Regions from separate parts of the Mus musculus genome. Here regions 2, 3, 4 and 5 are each linked to region 1. Evidence: chromatin contacts called from public Hi-C and HiChIP or PLAC-seq data. All regions are on one chromosome and are shown on one strand. The core of a region is the stretch at or near the end of the contact, and the rest is flanking DNA. Distances in the headings are between cores, read along the strand shown. Region 1 holds the start of Mb21d2 (Mab-21 domain containing 2). Region 2 overlaps Atp13a5 (ATPase type 13A5). Region 3 has its middle 7.4 kb from the start of Mir690. Region 4 overlaps Atp13a4 (ATPase type 13A4). Region 5 holds the start of Atp13a5 (ATPase type 13A5).

Evidence for each region. Hi-C and Micro-C count contacts between places; a contact is called where the count stands out from the background. HiChIP or PLAC-seq counts read pairs in DNA pulled down with a chosen protein or histone mark.
Region 2: a contact with region 1 is called in an H3K4me3 HiChIP or PLAC-seq map of forebrain, with 4 times the contacts expected there. The contact joins the enhancer-like site here to the promoter of Mb21d2 in region 1. A contact is called at or near these places in 4 of 39 promoter capture datasets (cranial neural crest, hippocampal neurons, liver and 1 more), 2 of 484 Hi-C or Micro-C datasets (cerebral cortex and nephron progenitors) and 5 of 115 datasets of contacts at active chromatin or transcription factors (astrocytes, embryonic forebrain, embryonic limb bud and 2 more).
Region 3: an H3K4me3 HiChIP or PLAC-seq map of forebrain shows a contact between it and region 1, with 4 times the contacts expected there. The contact joins the enhancer-like site here to the promoter of Mb21d2 in region 1. A contact is called at or near these places in 1 of 39 promoter capture datasets (hippocampal neurons), 5 of 484 Hi-C or Micro-C datasets (cerebellar granule neurons, cerebral cortex, cortical neurons and 2 more) and 1 of 115 datasets of contacts at active chromatin or transcription factors (forebrain).
Region 4: a Hi-C map of cerebellum shows a contact between it and region 1, with 2.2 times the contacts expected there. The contact joins the enhancer-like site here to the promoter of Mb21d2 in region 1. A contact is called at or near these places in 5 of 39 promoter capture datasets (cranial neural crest, hippocampal neurons, liver and 1 more), 3 of 484 Hi-C or Micro-C datasets (cerebellar granule neurons, cerebellum and cerebral cortex) and 7 of 115 datasets of contacts at active chromatin or transcription factors (SST interneurons, astrocytes, embryonic forebrain and 4 more).
Region 5: a contact with region 1 is called in an H3K4me3 HiChIP or PLAC-seq map of forebrain, with 5 times the contacts expected there. The contact joins the promoter of Atp13a5 here to the promoter of Mb21d2 in region 1. A contact is called at or near these places in 4 of 39 promoter capture datasets (the 3T3-L1 cell line, cranial neural crest, hippocampal neurons and 1 more) and 6 of 115 datasets of contacts at active chromatin or transcription factors (astrocytes, embryonic forebrain, embryonic hindbrain and 3 more).

What each region holds. Positions count from the first base shown.
Region 1 is chr16:28,927,979-28,932,536 of GRCm38.p6, forward strand. It overlaps Mb21d2 (Mab-21 domain containing 2), which reads right to left and starts at 1,720. Exons shown (of 2, transcript NM_177718.3): 1 at 1,475-1,720. The coding sequence starts at 1,685.
Region 2 is chr16:29,329,733-29,334,506 of GRCm38.p6, forward strand. Atp13a5 (ATPase type 13A5) reads right to left here. Exons shown (of 30, transcript NM_175650.4): 7 at 4,216-4,350. Among named protein-coding and RNA genes, the nearest start is that of Atp13a5, 47 kb to the right of the region's middle. Within about 2 kb of position 1,774, at least 18 of the 459 cell types and tissues checked have an H3K27ac peak or open chromatin away from gene starts, as enhancers often do. A contact at or near this core is called in embryonic limb bud, forebrain and second pharyngeal arch cranial neural crest, where this site is marked.
Region 3 is chr16:28,590,365-28,595,004 of GRCm38.p6, forward strand. It overlaps a transcript of Fgf12 not described here. Among named protein-coding and RNA genes, the nearest start is that of Mir690, 7.4 kb to the right of the region's middle. Within about 2 kb of position 2,872, at least 24 of the 459 cell types and tissues checked have an H3K27ac peak or open chromatin away from gene starts, as enhancers often do. A contact at or near this core is called in cerebral cortex, cortical neurons and forebrain, where this site is marked.
Region 4 is chr16:29,397,301-29,402,428 of GRCm38.p6, forward strand. The region is part of intron 29 of Atp13a4 (ATPase type 13A4); the gene reads right to left. Among named protein-coding and RNA genes, the nearest start is that of Atp13a5, 21 kb to the left of the region's middle. Within about 2 kb of position 2,016, at least 2 of the 459 cell types and tissues checked have an H3K27ac peak or open chromatin away from gene starts, as enhancers often do. A contact at or near this core is called in cerebellum, where this site is marked.
Region 5 is chr16:29,375,892-29,380,885 of GRCm38.p6, forward strand. Atp13a5 (ATPase type 13A5) reads right to left here and starts at 2,841. Exons shown (of 30, transcript NM_175650.4): 1 at 2,584-2,841. The coding sequence starts at 2,646.

The DNA.
Region 1 (4,558 bases), core at 470-2,969:
ACCATGGTTAAGCAACTTAAATAACTGCCTTGAGCTTTCTGTGTGCGCGCCTAACCCCACCCCCAACACCCGTCTTTCTGACAATCACTGGTTTGGTTCTAAGATATGGAGGGCTTTGTAAGGGCTTTTACACTCCTTTCTGAAAGCTGACTCCCACCACATCGTGAATTAAAATAATAATTCAATTAAACAGTCAAACATCCAAATATGGATCTTTCAACCACATTCCCCACCTAGAATACCTAGAATATACGTGTGGAGTGAGCAGGAGAAAGAAAACATACTCCCGCGTTTAACACGGCCCATCCAACTTGCTTAATTCTTCAGAGGACCAGTGGACCACATTCAATCGGTATCACTTCGACTTGAGCTAAGAGAGGCAAGAAAAGGTATCTGGAGGGAATAAGGTAGGAAGAAACAACAGTGCAATCTCGTTAGATCCCAAGAGAATGCAAAGACTCTGTCCTGTAGTTAAAAGGCCTTTGTCAATCACAATTACCACTATCTGAAAAATTGACTGTGGAAACCTTTGGAGAGCAAGGCTCCTCCAGTCCAGCCCTGCTGAATGTAAACCACGGGGCCACCACTGCTGCATGACAGCGCTACACACTCGAGGCTCCCAGCAGCGGATGCTCATTCTACAACTCAGAAGCAATAATCCCACCGCAGGACGCCAGGGATAGGGTTGGATCCCCGGAACCCATTATTTTTCTTCATCTTTCCAGACCCGTCGGTGAAGAGCTGGGGGATACGGTGGGAGAAATTTTTCTAACCCAGGGCTGCCCAGAGTGGGAAACTTGAGCACCTCTTAGCCATCAGTAGGACAATACACAAAGACGAGGGGGACAGCGCTCCTCCGCGGCCAGAGCTCTGAGCTTGGTCGTGTTCAAGCAAGGAATTAGGAATTCCAGCTCAGCAACAACCCGGAGAAGCACCGGAAATGCTTCCGACCCCTTCAAAGGGAAGTCGATTTGCAAATCAAAGTTGGAGGCAACTCCGGGCGCCCGGACTACTTCCGCGGGTTACTCTGGAACACCCAACAAGTTTGGCCACCCGGGGCTCGGCGTGACAGCGCCGCGCCGCAACCACGACAGAAGCAACTTGTCGCTCCAGCACGGGTCGGCCTCCACCACGGCCGCCCGGGGTTGCAGGAGAGCCGGTGTCAGCCGGCCGGAGCCGCTTGGGGACTCCCCAAGCCGGGAGGCGTCTCCCGCCGCCGCCTCACCTGCCCGCCAGCCCCGCGGCCGAGGAACCAACAAAAGAGCGGGCGATCGGGAAGGAGAGGGGCACCCCGCGCCGAGCGCAGCAGGCAGGAGCGGAGGGGGCAGCTGAGCTGGCGGTGGAGAGGAAAGGGGACCTCACGGAACCAGGGGTGACACCCCGGGCAAACGCCAGAGCGGGGACCATAGCTTCCACCCGCTCCATCACACCCGCGCACACACGCATACTCACACATCCTCCCCGTTCTCCTTACCCAGCATGGAAAAGATGAAATCCTTGGCAGTGTGGATCTCCAGCGCTCTCTGGTCGTCGTATTCCCGCTGGTCGTGCCTGGTGAATTCCTGGATGAGTTTGTTCAGTTCCTCCACCCGAGCTCCAGACCTGAAATCCAGCTCCGGGAAGGCAGGCTTGTTGTTGCAGCCCAGGGAGGCTGCCTTGCTGGCGGTGGGAGCCGCCATCTTCATGCAAAACGCGCCGAGCGGCGGCTCCGCGGCGGCCGCGGCACCCACCCCCGCCCCCCACCCCGCCCCGGCCTCCCGGCGCGGCTGGGCAGCCCGGCCCGTGGGCGGGCTGGCTTCTGGACGGGCCCCGCGCCGCGCTGCGCTCGGGGCGGCCGCGCTCCTTCGCGGGAGGAGCCCGACTGCGGCGAGGTGCGCGTGTGGCCCCGGCCCCCGGTCCTCCCGCCCCCGCCCGCTGCGCCGCTGCGGGCCCCTGCCCTCCTCGAGTCCTGCCGGGATCGGTGGCGGCGTCCGGGAGTGGACTCGAGCCTCCCCGGGGGCAAGGAAAGTGAAGTGGAAACAATGTGAAATTCACCAGCGCTGAAATCAACAAGCTGCCGGCTCCGGTGTTACGGAGCCAGCAGCAGCAGCATTCCCATTTAAAGGGACAGCGCACCCGGTGGGAAGAAAATAAATAAATAAATGGCAGAGGTTCGCGCGCCCGGATCACTTGCCAGTCCGTACTCGGGCTGACGCGCGTGGTGTGGACGCTTTCTTTCTCCACCTCCACCCCCGCCCCTCTTTAGGGGCAGGGCTTGCCAAGCGCATCCAAGGAGAAAGGAGTCTTCCTACTCTGATCTTAGGGCGGTGTCCCGGGCGAAAACGTGTCTGTGGGCGCCTTTCCAATGTCCATCCCGAGAACTTTAGTACCTTTGCTTGGTGGAAAAATATAAAATGTACCTTCTGTCCTTTGTCGCCTAGAATGATAAAATCAGCGAATCAAGAAGGGGTGCCAGTCATGCCGCGTATAGATACTTCCAATTAACCACTCAAGTATCCTCCTTACCTTTGCCCTTGGTAATTAGTTTGCCTGGGTAACAGCTCATTCAACTTAACATATAGTGCCTTAATGAGAGCCAACCTGCTCTCAGACAGATAGGAATCCAAATGCGGAATGTGGGGGAAGGAAAACAATGAATTGCCCCAGGGTACAAGGAAGATGGGAGTGGGAGAGGGAGTCTCCCTTTTGGCAAATAGAATTTGAGCACTCGCTATTAGCCAGACCGGAATGACTGGGATGAGTCCTGGGACTTAGCCCTCACCCTCACCCATGTCCCCACTGGAACTAGGGTTTTCAAGACAAGACTGCTGTAGTCCAAGTCTAGTTTATCAAGACCAAATGGCAGATGTGGTTTTAATGTTCATGTGATTCACACACTTAAGGAGGCCTATGGACCCCTAGGAACAATGGTGAACTGTCCTCTATCCCAGCCTGTGGTCCTATCGGCCCCTTTAATTTTCTTACCTGAGTTCTCATCACTGAAAACTCACATTACCTTGTAAGACCTGGACATCCAGGCCCTGCCATACTTACCCATGTGAATAGGATAACCATTACATCTTCATAGGCTGCTTTAAGAATTAGGTGAGATAAGACTGGACGGACACCATTTATTATAAAGAATGACACGTTAAGTAGCATGTTAAGTAGCCATTAGCTGTATCAGCTTCCACTGTTGATACAAACTTTAGGGTCCTGGGGTGAGTGTGTGTGTGTGTGTGTGTGTGTGTGTCCCTGCATTTACATACACTGCATTGTTGCCTGGTGCCTGCAGAGGTCACAACAGGGCATCAGTTCTCCTGAAACTAACGTTCCAGACAAATGTGAGCTGCCCTATGGATGCTGCGAGCTGAACACAGGGCCTCTACTACAAGAACAGGTGCTCTTAATTGCTAAGCCATCTCTCCAGCCCCTCCCACAGGATCTTTACAAAACACAGATTTGTAAAGATCCTCCCCTGGAATTTCCCTGCCTCTTCTTTCTGTTCTGTAAGCCCAACCAAGGCCAACCTCATCCTTTCTTGCTCTGATAGCTACTCCAGGCCAGGCACAACCTTTGCCCCCACAGCTGAGTAGCAACCCTGTTGCACTCTTAACAGAAGCTTGCATGTGACACCTATGACTCCAGCTTGCCTTCTCATTGTTATTGCAAGTCCCACATTGTGAGTTAACTGGCATGCATCATATTCTGTGCCTGATCCCCAGCCCTACATACATGCAAACTCGGGACACAGACAGAGTCTATATAAAATAGTCAAAACACTTTCCTCTCTTAATTTCCAAAACCGGCAGTAAGACGTTGCTCCTTCCTTTTTGCTGCCTTTTCTTAAGATAGTTGCATCATAGAAAGTCATCGGGTTTCTAGCAGAAATCACTCTCAAATGTGAACTAGGTCTGAACTTGGTGGTTTAGAATGAATGAGATCATCATTGTGGACACTTCTTGCTGGTCAGTCAGATTAGAATTCCAGGAATAATAGACCTCCACTGAACCTATTTATATTGAGAATGTTACTGAATGGGAAATACTTTATAGATCTGAGACAAGATGGCATAACCATCTCTGAATTGCAAAAAGTTAGAGGAAAATAGATAAGGAATGCATTTCCTCAACAGACTCTTGGATCATGCTTTGTCCTCTATGTCCTTGGAAACTCTATGTCTCCATCACATATGCAGGCAACTGGATTTAGCAGTTCCTTTTCCACTTTATGTCATATTTTTTATTGTTTTTGTTTTTTAAAGGAATGGTCTCACTATGCTGCTCTGGCTAACCTTGAACTCACTATGTAGTGAGGTTGCCATAGAACTCTGTGTAGGAAAGGCTGGCCTGGAACTTAGAACCCTCTTACCTCTGCCTCCTGAGTGCAGAAATTACAGGTATGTACCTCTATGCTAAGCCATGTTGGGGTCTAAATTAGTGTATGGCAATGGACAGACATCATCCCTTAAAGTCTCAGAGGTCATTGTTTAGGTGACAGCAACCACTCCGGGCAATGTCAGCCCCCAGTATTTCACCACCGTTTAAGAGTTGTTATAAGTAGACTGTTCTTTGAGTGA
Region 2 (4,774 bases), core at 524-3,023, 400 kb after region 1:
TGGGAGAGGTACCTGCTCCTTTCTAGTGGGTATCAGAGAACTGGATGTCTCTAAGTAGATGCAAGTCAAAATCCTGCTGTTGCTCTTCAAATTCAGTGTTAAACTAAGCCACATAGAACACTTTTTTCCCCCTTTTCTAGGTTAAATTACTTTGATCTATTCTTTGAGTAACTTTGAATGGTACAAATTTTGCCAGACTGATAAGCATTGTGCACAACTGTGTGAGAGTGCATGATGAGTTCAGTATTAATATTTATGCAAAGAAAAGAATGGGATTCACTTTAGTTCTATGTGCAAAACTAAACTTCCCAGTTTAAGTCAATAACGTGGAAGAAGTGAAGGGACTGTTAGCTACATATCCATCACTGTAAGATGACTCTTTGGGTCCTGACCATTGGAGCAGGCATCTATATCACCGGCAACTGAGTGAGTCAGCCAAGGTTCTGTGTAAAGGACCCTGATTTCAATCAAGGAGGTCTGACTTGCTCCAGTAGCCAGCCATGGACAGTGTGTGTGAAATGCTACCACAGAAGCTATAGCTTCTTTGGTAAATAGAATAATAACTAATTCTTGGTAACTAGTCAATAATCTAGATACATCTGAAGTTACCCTCAAGATTTAAAGTGTCATTCTGCTGGTTTGTTTAAATTGCTAGGGACCAAGCCTGCAAGGTTTCACTGAGATGTTTCATAAGATATTATAAAAGACTCAAATGATTATGTTTATAACCACTCATAATATCAAACAGCTACTACAAACTAACCACTGTGGTACACACTAAGGAAAAGATAGATAGATAGATAGATAGATAGATAGATAGATAGATAGATGATAGATAGATAGATAAATAGATAGATACATAGATACATAGATAGATACATAGATAGATACATAGATAAATATATAGATAGATACATAGATAGATACATAGATAGATACATAGATAGATACATAGACAGATAGATACCACAAAAATCCTATCTCTAACATACATAGAAACACAGAAGCCAAAAAGACTGGGGTAGAAAATGCTGGAATACTTTGCCACAATCATGCACTTATTAGGCATTGAGGGTGCCGATCAAACCCACATCCACCTGACTCCACACACATTCAGTGCTTTCGTTCTCTTCATGCTTAAAATAGCTCCACTTCCCTTTCAGCGCTGTTTTTCCTTCTCAACGTCTTTCACTTACTTTCTGTTCAGCAAACTCATTGAGTCAATGGCACGATAACTTCAGCTGACGGGGACACTAATCAACACATTTGGAAGTGGGGGAGCCTGAGTTAACAGCGCTTGACTGTAATTCTCAAACCTCATTATGCTAGGAAGCCAAATTTGTTTATCAGACTTAGCATTCTGGGGAGGCTGCCATGCTTCCATGCCTTTGCTCGGGCTACTCCCTAGAATATTCAGCCCAGTTTGCTCCTAGCAGTCTCTTTCTAATCATTCACATGAAATGCTGTGTAAATATGACCTCCTTCAACAAGGACCAGATCCAGGAGGAATCCAGTGCTCTGCTCCTGGTTTCACACCTGTGCTGGAGCACTGATAACTTCCATGACAGCTTCTTGTCCATTCTTCCCTATGAGGCAGGCAATTCCCAGCGTAGAAAAGGGGCCATGCATTCCTCTTTGTCCCCAGACTCTGTCACACAGTAAGCCCTCAGCAAAAGTGTATCTCATAGACCTAGAGTATTCTACATCTCCTAATAACTCAGGGATAGGCTAATGTAAGCATTCTCTTTGAGCTAATGTACTCAGAAACTATAAGCATGGGTTTCTATGACAACCAGCCAGCCAGGAGTAGGCAAGTGCTGTGATGCTTGCCATGGCTGCAAAGCTCATTGCCTGAATTTCATCAGGCCCCCTCTGGTTTCTACAGTCCCTCTTCAGTGGGACCAGGATCAGTTTTCACAGCTCATTTGCATGCTGTTGTTATTCCACATCTGTTGCTGGATATCTGTTTTAGCTGTGGCTGGATTTTCTCCAGAGAAAGTGGAAGTAGGGCATTAACTCATATGCCCCAAAGCCTTGCTAGATCCTGACTGAAGACAAAGCCAGAGGTGAGGGTGTCAAGGGGTGCTCTCAGTACCATGGTAGCAGATGCACTCACTGGTGGAGCCTAGCTAGACTGCACACAAATACAATTCAAAGGTTTGTACTTCTACCTGGCTTGCACTCTCCTAACTTCTTAGCAAGGGACTACAGCTCAAGTGTTTCTTAGCCTCGCTAAGGTAAGCTTTTACCAAGCAGCATAGCTTGGGGTAGGGCAATCAGGCAGGTAGATTACGACGCTCTTAGCTTTAATTTAGAGAAACAATGAACTCATCCTAAAGATTTAACTGTTCCTTTCTTTATTCCTGCTAGTCTCCCCCCCCCCCCCATCAAATCTTACTGTTTTGTCAAAGTCCACAGGTCAGTTTTGGGGAGTGTGCTCAATGCACTAGTGAGCATACTTGACTTGGGGGTCAGGAAACCCTGTTCACCATTTCTTATGTGGATGTGTTAGCCGGAGGGAGGTTATACCATTGCATGTGTCCCATTCTACATAGGTTGTGCCCAACGCCTGTATAGCATGGCTATGGGAACCTATTGTGACCTATGAAATCATAAGCAATGTTAATGGTTGGGGGTGCAGGGGACAGAAGTTATTAAAGGAAGTATGCTCACTTGGTGTGGCTTTGCAGGATGCCTTACTAGTTAGGTCAGTTAGGCTTTGTAAACAAATATCAGCTGCTAATGAGATTAGTGTCTGTTTTCTAATTCCTATTCTTCTTGGCTCCTTTGTAGTAGTGCTATTTAAGCTCCTGTTCTCATGTTACCCCCTATTTTGGGCAAAGTAATTTAGGGAATCTGTAAAGAAGAAGAGACATTTTAATTACATTTTTTTTTTTAGATTTATTAAATTGTACATGTACATCTGTTTTGCCCACGTGTATACACATGCACCACGTGGGTGTCTGGTGCTCCTGGAGGTCAGAAGAGGGCACCGGATTTCTTAGAACTGGGGTCATTGTTGGGTGTAAACTATCACGTAAGTGCTGAGAACTGTTGATCCTAGGTCCTCTACAAGATCAGCCAACACTCTCAACTACTAAGCCATTTGCCCAGCCACAAACGTTTAATTTGGATAAGGAGTTAAAAATTAAAAATTATCTAACTTTAAATATTGCTATGCAATACTTCCATCCAAGATTTTAAAATTCTATTTTGCAATGAAGCTCCTTAGCAAGAAGGTAAATAACTCAAAATAGCTTTAGGAAGTCCCTGAAACTGTCCCCAGATTCACTAGGCCCCTCCCTGTTACAATAAGCAACAAAATCTGAGAGTTTCTCTTCAGGCAAAGAGAAGCTAAGCTACAAAGGAGACTCTGAGCCCAGATGAGCTGCCTGGAGAAGCAGAAGCTAGCTGATCTGACTGAAAGAGGTTTAGACCAACTGAGTCCCTTGGAAAGGACACTTCTCCATTCTCTTGAGCTGCCTGCAGGTTGTACAGTTCCAAGTTCCCAACTTTATTTATGAGCTGTCACCCATGCTTGGGTGATACTTGGTGATGCAGCTGTCTTTGAATAACATCTGCTCCTGTAAGTAACCCTTCACCATATTCCTGTAAGTGATCCAAAAACACACTAGTTCACCCAGTTGCACTTTGGTGGTACCCATACTTTGGATTGCTGTGGGATCCCTGTCTGGGTGTGGATTTGGAAAAATCAATGATCTCGTGTATTTCTGATTAAAAGAATTATTTCAGTTGGAGAAAATTACATAGCAGCATCAATTAACATTCAAATATTATCCATCCTTGGGTCTAGCAGCCTGGCTTTTGGTTGCTATGCTAAAAAGAAAGAAATTAAAAGTAGTGTCTTGTGTCTTGGTTAATATGTGACTTGAGCCACTGCCCCTCCCCAGTCTTAAGAATAAGACTATTATCAATCCATGTAGCATTCCTCACATCTAACTCACACACATCAGAGTCCTAAACACATCCAGTGAAGCCTCCAGTTGATGATCAAACTTTGAAAAGATGTTTAGATCTATTTGGTATTCCTAAAACCCTATCCCAAAAGTGTCCCTATAATAAGATTGCCTGCTGCTGCCTTATGAATTGTGTGTGACATAGTTACTCCATGCCCCAGGTAGAAATTCTATGGGCTTTGCTTGTTCACCCAGAAGTAAAATATAAATGGAATCTAACCACAATTTCAATTCTTACCTGTCTCAAATCATACACACTCAAAACAATGGAGATAACAGTCAAGATGATGATAGCCACAGAGTATTCTATGTAACCCTGAGACAGCCACAGAGTGAGTGTAAAGGCTTGGAACACATAGAATGGATTTAAAACCTGCAGGTACAAAAAAATAGCATTTATGTGGTAGCAATAAGAATTATATCATTACATTATAGAATGTCTTTCCATTTTTAACAACATAAGATGACCTCTGCTTTTTATGAATTCACTTAGAACTCAGTTAACTTGAGAAATGCCAAGAGCATAGAATGTAATATGTTAGGAATAAAGTTTCTCTAAGCGCTCAGAGCCATACTGAAAAATTCCCTATTCTTATGCCCCCACCCCCAAAAATACTTTGCCATTTACAAAATCTAGCAATATGCCATTTATTCATATGCTGTGAGGCAGTTTCCAGGTTAAAACCCTCCATCTTAGGGGAAAACTTCCTGAGACAGAATATAAAGGGAAAGTAGAAACACAGCATATTTTAGGACAGGATGTTTAACAAGGAAGTGAAACAACAGGATGTTTCAGG
Region 3 (4,640 bases), core at 1,622-4,121, 340 kb before region 1:
AAGTGCAGAGGCAGAGGCAGAGGCAGAGGCAGAGGCAGAGGCAGAGGCAGAGGCAGAGGCAGAGGCAGAGGCAGAGGCAGAGGCAGAGGCAGAGGCAGAGGCAGAGGCAGAGGCAGAGGCAGAGGCAGAGGCAGAGGCAGAGGCAGAGGCAGAGGCAGAGGCAGAGGCAGAGGCAGAGGCAGAGGCAGAGGCAGAGGCAGAGGCAGAGGCAGAGGCAGAGAAATCAAACAAACAAGCAGCCTGACCAAGGGATGAGGAGCAAGCTAGTAAACAGCACACCTCCACAGCTTCTGTATTGGCTCTTGCCTCCAGGCACCTACCCTTATTGAATTCCTGTCCTGTCTTTCTCCAGTGATGCACAGCAATGTGGAAGTGTAAGTTCAAAAAAAGCCTTTCCTCTCTAACTTGCTTTTTGGTCATAGTGTTTTGTCAAGGCTATAGATGTCTTAATAAGACAACCTACAACAATGGATTGACACTTGGAGTTAAAACCGAAGAAAACAAAACAAAACAGCATAATTAAGTGGAAAACAAAACATAATTTTTTAGCAAATAAAATAACAATGTGTTTAAGAAGAAATAAAACAGAAAAAGTAGAAATCACGCAGGAAAATGTAAGTGAAAAGGAACGCAGCCATAGAAAGGACATTAATAGCAGTCATAAAAAGACCAAAAGCTTAGACAAGTAACATGGGGCCATCCTTGAAAGGACTAGACAAGAAAACAAAGCCCAAAGTTAACAAAAGAAACTAATTACACAGGAAATAGAAACAGGATAAGAACTCAGCTCTTAATGTTGTGTTTTTTAAAAGAGCTTATCAGGCAAATCTTTAGACAGGTTAAAGAGAAACCTTGTTAAGTCTAAAATAAATAAAGCCATAATGAGACAGGGACGTTGCAACTTGGGTTATAAAAATAAGAAGGATAACAAGAGACTGCTAGAGAATTGAAAGGGGAGGGGAGAAGAGGGAGGTGAAGGGGAGAAAGAGTGAGGGAAAGAGAGGGAGAGGGAGGGAGGGAGGGAGAGAGAGAGAGAGGGAGAGAGAGAGAGAGAGAGATCCCTAGAAACATTCAACCAACCAAGCCAGTCACACCGATGATAAACCAAGCAGCTGGTGGATAGTTAAACAGTTTGACCTCCAAGGAGTCAGTGCTGCTTCCCCCAGCTCCTCATCCCTTCAAATTCACAACTCCCACATTCACCCTGTGCACAATGTCAGGATTTCATTCACACAATCCTGATTTCCTTTCTTGTCTGCAGCAGCTGTTAGTGTTTTAATGCAGCATCTGCATCAAATGAGGAAGGGCCGGGGACTTAACCGTTATCTTATCACTCCCTAAGGAGGAAAGCTGTCATGGTAACGTCTAGGGATACCACCTCCACTAGGAGTGGACCAGTGACAGTGTGAACACAGCTACACCCTGAGCGGCCACAAGTCACAGTCGGCAAGTGCATGTAGAGGCTGCTGAAACAGAATGAACCTATGCAGTTGCTCAGCACTCAACTCTACCATCACCAATTGCTACTAGGAAGCTCGCGCATGCGCGGCAGCAGTTAACACTTGAGGCAGGCTACTTGGAATACAATTCTTTTTTCCACAGATTCAGTCCCCCCCCCCCCCCACACACACACAGACTGGTAAATAAATTGATCTAATCTCAGAATGAAGGGAAGTGTGTGTGCAGCATGTGTTTGCTTGTGCGAGATCTCAGTATGATTACATTTTTCAAAGTTTTTGTTCTTTGAAACTATCAGAGATCGATTCTGAAAATAAGGTCCTGTGTTCCATTTGGACACGGGCTGCTGCTTCGGGGCTGAATGTTTCTAGCTCTTTGTGCTTCAGGGAGATTTTCCGTGAAGATTTAGGAAGATTTTCCCTGCAGGAGCCAGCAGCCAGGGGGACGTAGATGCTTTGTGCTAGGCCTCACAAAATGCTAATTGGAATAGAATCCTTGTCTTGCTTACGGAAATAAGCTTAAAATACTTGATCCTTGAGGTCTCCACACTTACAGCGATCCATATAAAACAGAAACCATTGTTCACAGTTCATTATCAAATAAAGTGCTGCTCCCAAGATAAGCTTGGGCAAGTTAAGGCCCGATGGGCCGTAAATGCAGCCTTGAGCTCGACACTCTATGCCATACTGGGGTGCTGTATATATTTTAAGTTTTTCTTTGATTGTGCAGAAACCTCAAGCAGAACTGAAACCAAGCCTCAAAGGAGGCTTCTGTACAGTGTGAATGTTTCCTAGGAATGTAAGCTCCTGGGACCACTGCTCTGGTCCTACCCCAGTCCATGCCACCCAATGTGGAACGCAGCCGCACCTCTGCTGACCTCTGAATGCTGAGTAGGGTCAGCCACACAAAGCCTTCTGAGCTGAGTTTTCCTCATAACAGATGCTCAGTGAATTGTGATTGTTTTTTTATCACCTGCTACACACACACACACACACACACACACACACGCCTGTCTCGAAAAACAAGCAAACAAACAAACATAACTGCTGTAATTCTTCAAATGGTATTACCAATCCTAGTCTCCAACATTTTCTAAGGTAAGAACGTTAACAACGCAAAGTCAGAACTCCAAAGCTGTATCCACAAACACCGGAAAAGCACAGCCTCATGGATACCTTGATTTCGAGGAGGCTGTTCCAAAATATTAGTTATGAGGCTGAAGGTTTGCATAACTTAGCTGTAGATGTCGATGCAAGTGTCAGCTGCAAATGTCCAGCCCCGCTGGATATGAAACATGGGTTATAGTCGCAGTGTGTTTTTTCTGTTAAGAAAATTCCTGTTTATAAATCTTTAAAAGTTTATAAAGCATTGAGCTACAAAACTCGGAACGCTGACAAGTACCAGAGCGACCACACGATGGCAGCAAAGCACAGCTAAACGAGGCAGAGGCGAGCCTATGGCTTCGCAGGAACACACCCACAAATTCCCCGTATTTTCCGGGAAGTTCGTGCTTATTAGTCAGCAAGATGACCATACTTCCGCAAAGCACTTCCACGTCCAGCAAACACTTCTTCCTCGCCTCTAGGTCACGCTTGTGAGTCCTGCAGTGTTAGAGCCTTCTGTGGGATAGGAACCCCAGGAAAGGGGAGGCCCAAGGAAAGGCAAAACTGCATGGGCGCGCGCGCACACACACACACACACACACGCACACACACACACACGTCACATCATCTATTACAGAAAGATTGAAAATAAATAAATAAATAAATAAATAAATAAAAGGAATATGCTCAGAAGAAACCTAATTCAACCTCAGAATGACATTTGCATTGCTGCATGCCTATAGCTAAAAGGTATGCAAACCTTCGGCCTCACAGGCAATGTTCTGAAGCAGCCTGCTCAAAATCGAGGTGTCCACGTGGCTGTGTTCTCCAGGTGTTTGTTGGGGACACAGCCTTGGAGAAAGGGGTGTTGACACTTTACTAATATGTACCAGTAGGCTCTTTGCCTCCGTCTTCACAGATAAGCCTTCCATGTGCCTCTTCAAGAGAGTTCTTAATTTGATTTAGCATCTACCCAAATCTGCAGGAATGGTCTTACCTGGGGAGGGACATCATCAAAGATCCTTTCCCAAGAATACCACATTTATGAGAGCCTAGAACTAGTATACGGACATTGGATATAATCTTTCAGGGCCTGCCATATGACGCTGGCAACATTCCCATGACCTTCCTCCCTCCTGCCTATGGGAAGTTTGCAGATATGTACAGTACCACCCTGCAGCCCATCCTCTTCTTTAGCTGTCTCATATAGTAAGTTCTGATTTGGACTCCAGTCTGATACCTTCCTGCTGTATCCATGTGTGGTTTTCCCTTAGGGTTGATCTCACATATAAAATTAGGCAGTTAGACAAGCCAGCTGTCATAAAATCAAAAGGGCACTGGAGCAAAAGGGAATGGCAAATGGAGCTGTTTCAGTGAAGTGAGGTCCCTATCGCCTGGTGATGACTGTTGGCTGTCACATTGTCTGAGCTCTCTTGTCGGTTGCATTAAACACTTGCCTTGTGTCAGACATTGCCCTAGATTGTAGGGATGCAATGATGGCCAAGAAAGATCCTCTCAGGGAACCCCATCTCAGTCAGATAGTCAGAGCCTTGATCTAGTGTTCAAGGTCTAAGGAAAGGGCAGGAAGGCATAAGGAGTCCCTCCACAGAACTGTGAGTCCTCAATGCAAGAATAAGTATTATTAGAGCCAGACAAGAGAAAATGGTAGATGCAGAAAAGTGACTGTGTTTAAAGATGCTCCCGTGGGAAACAGAGAAGAGATGGGTATCTCAGAATAAAGAATGCCACTAAAGGGCACTAAGCAAGGATCAAGGAAGGATCTTGTCCACAATCAATGGAAAAAGTCAGGTATTGAGAAACTGAGGTCAATTTACTACACGTCACACTTGTCATTCTTACCTTTTAAGATGCAGAAGTTAGTTACCCAAGGTCACGTGAAGAGAAAGGGGCGGAATGAAGATTTGAGCTCAGGTCTGCCTGACTCCAAGATATAAACACCACGGAGAAATGAATACGCTTAGAAGTGAGTTGGGGCTTTACTTTGGAAAGCGTGCTAACTTATATCTGTAATTTAGAACACTGTGAATAAACAATGATTGGAGAGGGACAAGATATAAG
Region 4 (5,128 bases), core at 766-3,265, 470 kb after region 1:
TGAACTACTTTTTTAACTACTGGTTGTCTACAGAAGCCCTGCCTGCACATGCTTTGCCATCACTAAAATGCATTGTTAATAGTATAAGAGTGATGCCTCTTGTAAAACATTTGGGGCTAGAGAGACAGCTTAGCAGTTGGGAGCACTGGCTGTCAGTTGCTCTTGTCCAGGACCAGAGTTCAATTCCCAGCACCACATGGCAGATGACAACCATCTGTAGCTCTAGTTCCAGAGGATCTACAGTCCTCTTCTGTCCTTCTAGGGTACCACATGTGCATGGTACACAGACACACATTCAGAAAAAACACCCATACGCATACAAAAATATAATTACAAACATTTTGGACTGCCACTTCATTCCATAGGTTAGTCTAAAGCTTAAGTGAAACTAGTAATAAGACAAATGACAGAAAAGGTTAGTGTGTGTATGTGTGGGGGGGTCCATTTTATCATATTTTGTCTAGAAGTTGAATATCTTAGTTAATTTCATAACAGAAAATAAGAACCTGACAAAAATACCTGACTTTGGTGTCCATCCAGTGTATCTTTTACAGACAGACTTAATGAGGAACTATAGAAGATGTAGATTACTAAAATCTGCCTATTTTTGTTTACATGAGATTCATTACTGCTGGAGACAGCATACCATGACATAGATTGTGTCTGGGACCTTGTGAGGCAGGAGAAACATCTTTCTAGGGGACCTGCCATCAGAAATAAGAAACTACCTGAAGCACGCCTGGATGGAGACATCTCAGAAGCCCGTGAGCAGCACATTTGTAAAAAAGTTATTCCCATCTCTCCTAACCTTAGTCCTGAACAATGGCTGCATAGATTTCATTTGTGTGTGACTGCCTTTCAGTGACCTTGGTGTGCATAATTACTCTATTATATCTGGCTTTCCTACTTCTTTCTCCTTCTGCTCTGTGAAACTAGATGTTCCTTGGTGCAATGATTCTTAAACTATCAAAAATTGAGGCACGGGGCACAGCACAGCACAGTCCTAATGGCCCAGGTGCGTGCTGTGCGCTCTCATCTTGGAAACAATGCAATAACTGCACAATGGTAGTTTCAGATTAATGTCTGACTTGCAAAGAAATTATTAGAAAATGAGACAGAGCCATGTACTACTACAGTCATACAGTGTCTATTACCAGAAAGTGAAATTTATTGAAACTATGAAAATCATTAGTATAAGAGACATAATCAAATGGAATAAGGGAACACAAACACGGGATACTTTAATTCAGAAAGGAAAAAGCTATAGAATCATTGTGTACAATGTGCAGAAGCAGAAAGCTAGTGGAACTGCTGACTGAAGGGTTAACCTGACTCTTTCTGGCCACTGCCTGGCAGCTTTGCCCATCTCATTTATCATTAGAGCTTCACAGAAAACCGCATGTAGCTGACCTCAGAGCTCTGAGCTCTGAAGTATAAGGTAAACGTATAATAAGTTAAGGTTTAAATAATGATACGTTTGCAATTATTATTTTGGCCATGGGCCTAGGAATAGGGAAAGCTTGAAACTTTGGGGAACAATTGTAATTCTTGATTCTTTGTGAGATGTGATCATTCTTTTGAACTTGACACATTTGGTAATGGTTACACAATGTCTTTCTACCTGCTTTTTGGAGTAACAATAAAAGACTGGGGCAAGTTAAAGGTGAGGGAGTGTGTGTGAGAAAGAAAGGAGAGCGAGCAGAGGAGGTGTGTGTGTGTGTGTGTGTGTGTGTGTGTGTGTGTGTGTGTGTGTGTGTGTGTGTGTGTTATGTGTGTGTTATGTGTGAGTGCAAGAAAGGAAGCATACAAGAGCGCAACCTCCAGCCCAAGGGGGGGAGCCAAAGTGTGCACTGCCTCCAACTACAAGCAAGCCACACAGAGAGAGCAACCTCAAGCTTTAAAACTTGCCAGTCAGTTGCCAGATATCCCTGCTTCCAGCTGAGAACCCTGATCCTGTGTCAAGGCTGGACCTGGCAGCAGACCTTGCCAGAGTCTTTCTTTCTGAACACTGGAAGGCTTCTTGGCAGAAATCAAGACTCAGAGAGCCAACTTCACCTTCTGGCCAACCTCAGTACTTACCAGACAGACCTAGTCTACCTTCCCGGATCAGAAAAATGGTAGCTCTTCTCACAAACACTTTGGACTGGGAAAAGGCAGGGTCACTGAAGCCAGCTACAAGATTTTAAATATAGCAGATGTAGAAAACCTTAGCCTTTTTCAAACAAATTAAAAGAAAGATGAGATGTGGTCTCATTTTCCTCCTTATACCGAGTGTGACTACTCCCTGCTTGTCATTCTCCAAAGAACAACTGATGTGATCTGCCTTTTGACTCTGCCTTGCAAATTAATTGCATAGCTAGACGCAAAAGTGAGGCTTTGATGAGAATCCATTTCTTCCAAAGAATTTTATGTAAGCTTTTTCAGCCGACTACTCAGTTCTTAAGTACTTATGTACATATACATGCATCCACAGTAATAAGGAAGATGGGTATTATTAAAGCTATTCATGTGAGCGCCCGTGCTTCTGAGCAGGCAGGGCATGAGATTCACATAGTAAGGACTAAAGTCTGCTTGATTTCTGGGTTACTGTAAGATTAGCCTTAGAGCTAGAATTAGATCCAGGACTCAGAAGACTAGACAACACTTAAAACTCTGCAACAGAGCCAGCCACCATACCTGCCCATCATGAGAAAACTGTTGGGACTATGTCTAGCTAAGCCTGTCCTGGCCAGTATGATGGGGTTAGCTCAGCTCATCCAGAATTCCTTTCTATATTCTGGAACAGAGTGTATATACAGAGCCACCTAAGGAAAGACATCTTGCTGAGTCCTTAGTGGTCTGCACCTATTCTCTTAGGCTCACTCACCACAGGAGGCAGGACAGAATAGCACCTGTCAATCTCAATTATAATAGCCCTCTACCAAAGACTCACTACTCTACTCCGCTAAGCACCAGCTGACCACAGGGAAAGGGATTACTAAACAAGTGGATGCCATGGGGAAGGTGTCTAAGGTGGAAGCTCCTGCTCCCCGATGCTGTTTCTCCGTTTGGAAGGGACTGGCAACCCACAATAAACATGCACGTGTGCATCACCATTTCTACACTCAGCGTGGGAACCAAAGAAGATGCCTAGCTCTTGTGACAATTACCCATCCAACGGCTGGGCATGAACAAGGTCATTTCTGATGTTTGTTTAAATGGCTCTTGCCCAACTCCTACTAGAATTAAGCAGGATTTTAAATGCGATAGCTACCAACACAAGCCCTCGCCAGAAAAGCTTAATGGCAAGCAAGAGAAGTTTGTATGCTGACTTCACACAGATTATGAGTCCCACCCCTCTGTTACCTTTATCCTGAAAATTTGCCCTAGGATATTGATCTAGGGGTCAGTGAACGGTTGTGGAAAGAACAAATGTATAAAGGCATGAAAGATTGACAGAAACAAAGTAAGGAAGAGTAAGCGCCACAAGAGATAATGATGGCTTACTGCTTATACTGTTTTTTTGTTGTTGTTGTTGTCATGTTTGTTTCTGTATGCATTTGAGGGCTCCTGTTTATTTTTACTTGTTTTGTTTAGGTTTGGAATTTTGAGATTGGATCTCCTCATACAGTCCAGTCTAGCCTCAAACTCGATCTTCCTACATCAACCTCTCAAGTTCTATGATTACAGATAGGCAGTGCAACCATGCCTGGAGAGGTTTATGTCTATTAAACACATAGTATGTGCTTCTCACTGCTCACATTTTAGTCTCTCTCTACATGTATATGTATACATATATGTATACGTATATGTGTTCATGTGTACTTGTGTATGTGTATATGTATATGTATATGCATATATGTATGTATATTTCATGTGCGTATATAGCATAATGGTATATTTTGTGTATATATATCACACACACATATATATACCATATGTATGAACATATATGCATGTATAGGTGTACATATACATATATATGATATGTATATACATATATACATATATGTGTATATATGCCATATATATAACATACATATATAAGATTTGCATATATGTATATATCTGTGGTATATATGGTATGTAGAGATGTGTGTGGTATAAATAATATATATATATACATCATATATATGAGATATATACCACATATAAATATATATGTATATATGTTTATATATATGTATGATATATATGTTATATATACAGTATACTATATTGTTGTATACAATACATATATAATAAGGTATGATTACTAGTAACTTTTTTTAGCAGAAGGAGTAAACCCAATGAAACAGAATAATTTGCCCAATATCAGGCAGCAAGAAGGAATTGAAGCCAGGCTTCATACCAGAAAGACTGTCTGAGTTTATGCCCTTTGCTTTAATTGTATCAACTGGAGAAGGGCTTTCTGCTAGGGCTTTATGACAGACTTTGACATTGGCAACCATTCAGCTTCCTTATCTACCCATCTGAAAAGCAAAAACAAAAACAGACAAACAGTCTAAGCTAACCTCTCAGAGCATGGACTGACTTACCCATAATGCCTTCTACTCAAAATAAGGATAAGACAGTCCTAACTAATGCGACATATGAAGATATCTGCCAGGAAACTTGTGATTCCTGTTTTCTTTGTGCCCATAAATGGATGTATCACACACACACAGAGAGAGAGAGAGAGAGAGAGAGAGAGAGAGGCCTGAACAGGAATCATGAAAGGACACAGCTAAGGCTGATGATACTGAAGATACAGACCTCCGACTGACTCCTGAGAGTCCTGAAATGTCCACCTCTAGTCTGGTTCCCAAGTGAGTAAATATTTTTGCTGTTTAAACTGCACTTAGTGAGTTTTGCTAATTGCCTAGCAGACCAAAGGATCAGAAAGAATTCATGAAGAGGTCAGTCTGGCAACAGTGCCACAGAGGAGGGAGCAGAATGTCAATATGCAGATATGGAGAAATATATTCCAAAAGGAAAGCACAATCAGCAGGACTTCTACATGGGATTACCTGGTGAACCACTGTTTCTCAACCTGTGGGTCACTACCCCAGGATCACATACAGATATTTACATTTTGATTCATGTCAGTAGCAAAATTACAGTTATGACGTTGCAACAAAACGTCTTTATGATGGGGGAGGTTATCACA
Region 5 (4,994 bases), core at 1,591-4,090, 450 kb after region 1:
TTCAGAACTGGGACTGGACAGTGAGCATTCAGTGGCTCTCTCTGTCTTGGTGGATTCTGGCTTGAGAGCAGGAGTCAAGGATGAGGGCAGAGCTGAACTCTCGAAGCTTATGCCTTCTACCTATGCTGAGCTCAGCAGAGTAACCCCAGAGTGTCCTTGAATAATTCACACGCCTTCTCCACCTGCTTAAGAGTTGTCCTGGCCGTGTGACAGAAGGAATTTATTATTTGATCTAACGGTGTCTACTTTTCACCTTAAGTTCTCTCACAGCATCACCACAGATTGTTTACTTACAGTGATGAATGTAAGCAGATGTCACACTAGGCCCTGGAGAACCTTCAGGAAAGGGAGAGCGAGTGGGGAGAGACACTGTGGATGGGAGACACTGTGGGTGCCACTGTTTTGCAGCCCCAGTAGGAACCCTAAGTCAGACCCAGGTTTACTCTGATCTAATAATTGTTTTTTGTCTTTTGTTTGGGGTGGGTGGGGGGGGTTGTTTGTTTGTTTTTTAGTTTTGCTTGTTTTTGTTTTTCAGAAAATTCATCTCCACAGTGTATAGTCAGGCTTGTCAATTGTTTGGCTAAATGCTCTAACTTTTTTGGCTTTCCTCTGAACTCCGAAGGTCTGAGAACACTGAGCAGTTGACTGCAGGACAGCCATTGCCTGGAGCTGAGTCACAAATTCACGGTTACTTTCCCCAGCTACCCCATGAGCTGCAGTAAGGTTTTCCTCTGTGCCTTCTGTCCCAGAATAAGATGTGGGAAGAAGATTCCACTGTGTTCCAACCTCCCTCCCAGAATACCCTAACAACTTAAGGTTATCAGGACACTGTCATTCCCAATAGTATTCGAAACAGAGTTTTCCAGTGACAGCTCTACAAATATTTGATCAACCATGAAAATGAAGAAAGCCCCCGGCAACAGGCCCATTACTCAGTCCTCTCATAGCCCTTGGAAATGCGACAACTAAAATACCAAGTGCAACACATAACTAAGAAACAATAAGAGCAATGTGGTTCTTTTAGGACTGCCCATCTCCATGCAAAAAGGAATGAATGAATGAATGAATGAATGAATGAATGAATGAATATTCCATCTAAAAAGGCAGATGATGAAGAGTGAACAGGGCAGAGCAGACCCTAGAGTTCTATGACATCACTAAGTCCAGTGAGGTACGAGGAAGCATGCAAATCCGCTACATTTGCAGTTTTTAATTTCTCAGAAGTCCAAATAAGAAGTAAAAAGGAGCACATAGAATTAATTTATATAATAGATTCTATCAAACTTAATCTACCCTAGAATGAATTTGTATAATAGATTCTATCCAACTCAACCTACCTAAAATATCATTTCAATCCATAACCAATACAGAAAGTATTAACGGGATATTTTAGCTAAATTCTAAGTTTACCATGTATCTTACACATCGGGGGGCCTTTCAGTTTGGACCAGCTACTTTCCTAGCACTCAAAAATACACGAAGTAGCTGTCTTAGTGCACACCGTAGCTGCAGCTGTAGTCAGTTACTGACATTAGATTACTAAACGAGGATAGCAGGGCTATAGGTAAGGCTTTTCCTAAGGAGTGAAGAGAGCAGATGAGAACCTGATGCTGTCTGATATATGAACCAAGGTTCCGGGTCCATTTAGGCCTTGCTCACTCTGCTCTTGCTTTCCCTGTTGTCTCTCCTTTTCTCATCTCCTACTCTCATCCTTCTTTATAGCAGAGTCACTGCTTGAGTGTGGGCAAGCCGGGATATAAAGAGTCAAGGAGTGAGCTGGATTTCCAGCCTGTCTAATGACCTTGGTTGAGTTACCTAACCTCCTCCGTCTCAGATATCTTTCCTATGAAATAGGATTAGTTCCTTCAGTACTGGGTTGTAAGGATTAAGTGAAATCACAAATATAAACTGCTCAGCATCAAATGGACACTACAGAGCTTTCGAAATTTTAGTGGCTATTTCTTTAAGATTTAAATAAGTTTAGAAGAAGAGGTAATAGAAAAAAAAAGGAGGCAGAAAAGAAGGAGAAATTTTTAACGTGCTAAAGTCTGAGACTAAGTGTGGTTTCTTCAGCCAGCACTCTGTGCCTCAAGCCTCCCTTGATCTCAATAAATAGGTGACTTCATCCCAGAGCACCATAGCCTGCGCTATGCACACAAATAAGCAGAAGAAGAATAAGAGAAGAAGAAAGTTTCCAGTTTCACCAGTTTGTCTAATGCCATAGTGGTCAGGGGGTGGTCAGGGGGAGAAAGCTCAATGAACATCATTGGAGGACATATCCCTAGGACTCTGCAAAGTGTCCAGGAAAGGGCGCATGGTTGCTTCTCAAGGACTCACTCAGCCATGCAGAGCAACAACTTGCTCAGTCTCTGCACACGTACCACCACCACCACCACCACCACCACCACCACCACCACCACCACCACCTCCACCTCCACCTCCACCTCCACCACCGCTGATGTCACCAGAACCAAACTGTTCCAGGTCCAGAACCAACCCTGCTGCTGCCACAGTCTCGGCTTTCCTGTACCTGCAAACAACCCTTGCCCACTTTGAGAAAACAGAAAAAGAGGGGGCACTCACCAGCTCATTCTCCTCCCCTTCATTGAGCACAGCCTGGTGGCCATCCTTCTTGCTCTTCTCCATTAAGAGCAGCGTGTGTAGGTTCTTTCTGACCACTGTGTGAGGGAATGTCAAAGCCACCTGAGCCTCTGTGATTCAGGCACTACTTGTCATCGCTGTTCTCAGGTGCTTACAAAACCTGCTGGCACCTTGCCCGTTAGAACAATAAAGAAGACTGAGGAGAGCCTCGCCTTGGCCACAGTATTGGTCTGTTCATTTATCTTCTTGATGTGTGTTTTTCTTCCTAATGTTTATTTACTGAGCTACATGTGAAGTGCCTCCAGACCAAAGGAATGATGGGGGGTGGGAGGAGCTGTTGCACTAGAAAGTAATTTCACATGCTGCCCATGGTAGTCCCTGCCAAGAAGTGGAAATGGCCACCGTACTAAAATCACAAGACAATAAAGTCCTGTTTGTCTTATGAGTGCTGTGGAAGCCTGTGGAATTTGGAGGAGCTGTTAGCTTGGTGAGAGTGTTGATGGAAACTGGAAGAAGAGATTTGTAGGACACCTTCTGGAGTGGGGGGAGGGGTTGAATGGAGCTCTAATCCCCACTCTACTGAGGACCCTGAATAAATCCCTTATAGTTTGAACTTCTGGTTTCTGATATGTAAAATGTCAGTGATAATTGTAGGGCTGAGACGAGGGCTCGTGATGATGTTTGCCAAAGGCCAAGTGCAACTTCTGCCACCTCCAGTGAGAGGCAGGTAATCACCTTCATTGCAATCACAGCACTAATCAAGGAAAATGAACTGCCGAGGAACCTGACTCTACAGTTTACAAAACCGGAAAGGAGGCAGAGCAAGAGAGATGAGTATTAGGGATATAACCTGAATTCCCCACCTCTGAATAATCACCCCTGAATTTGATATTTTTTCTTGAAAGGGGTGAGAAAATGGATCCATTCTTGGGTTAATTGGTGAATTAGTAGTTACACACATACATACTCATACACACAGAGAGAGAGAAAGAGAGAGAGAGAGATGCACACAGACACACACACAGGCACACACAGACACACAAACACACACAGACAGACAGACACAAACACACAGAGAGATGCACATGCACACACGTACAGACAGACAGACACACACAAACATTTTGCCATTTTCTTTGTGGTTTCTTGCATTTAGTCTACTGAAGGGAAACCTTGTCCTCCTGTCCATGGGAGGAAGTTGACTATGGTAAAAGGCATTAGAAGACTGCACTGTTCTTTCCATTCATTAAAATTATCTCCTGTTCCTTGAGTGGCCTATTGTGTCCTCCTGGACATTCAGGACAAATCAATGTAATTCCCAGCCCTGGAAGATGTCACTCACTGCAGAGAACACATACAGAGTACAGCTTTTCAGTCTAGTCAAGTGGCTGAGGAGCTCATTAACCAGAAAACTAATAGGGTGCCAGGAGCTGCAGTCCAGTGTCAAGTCGAGCTCAGACTTGAGTATGAGAAGCATACATGGCCACTCTTTACCTATTACCTACAAACCCACTAAAGTAGTATCAACTTTGTGTCTGAGCAACATGACTAAATTAAATGCACCAATGAGTCATGGCTTGTCTAAAGGGGACCCAGGACCTTACTCTAAACAATGACAATATAATAAGGGCCACTGAGGAGACAGGTTAATCCAGGAAGGTTATCTTGGAATTCTCTTTCTTTCTTTCTTTCTTTCTTTCTTTCTTTCTTTCTTTCTTTCTTTCTCTCTCTCTCTCTCTCTCTCTCTCTCTCTCTCTCTTTCTCTCTCTCTCTCTCTCTCTCTCTCTCTCTCTCTCTCTCTCTCTCTCTCTCTTTCTTCTAACTTTTGTTCTCCCCCCTCTGAAAATGTATGTGAGGATGCTGTGCTCTAAGCACATAGATTTTATGACCAGGAGGAAATAGAGTGTCTCCAACTCTCGTGCAAGAGTCTTACTCAATGAAGAGGGTGGGGAAGGTGGAACAGGTTAGAACTGCACGTCATGTTCTCCTTAGCAGAGACAAGTTTCACATCACCCACTTCTAGGTCTAAAGGGAAACCAGATTTGGATGCCTGATCTAGATCTCAAACCTCTTTTGTTATTGTCTCTACTCATCATTATACCTTACTAGAACATTCTACTTCATCAATACTATTGAGTTACCTACATGGGGAAAATGGTTTTTAGCATTTCAGGGCTTTCCTACTTTGATACCACAATCTTCAATTTGTAAAATCTTAGAGATACACCCTTATGAGGAATGGGTACATGGAGGACAGTATGTTAAGGTTTCTAGAGACCAGTCTTGGAAGAAGTATTCTGTACTTATGCCAAAAGATGGGTTGTATCTCAGACCACACTTCCCTGAAAAGCAGACTACAATTATAAACCAGCTGAATGCCAGAAAGAAGATAA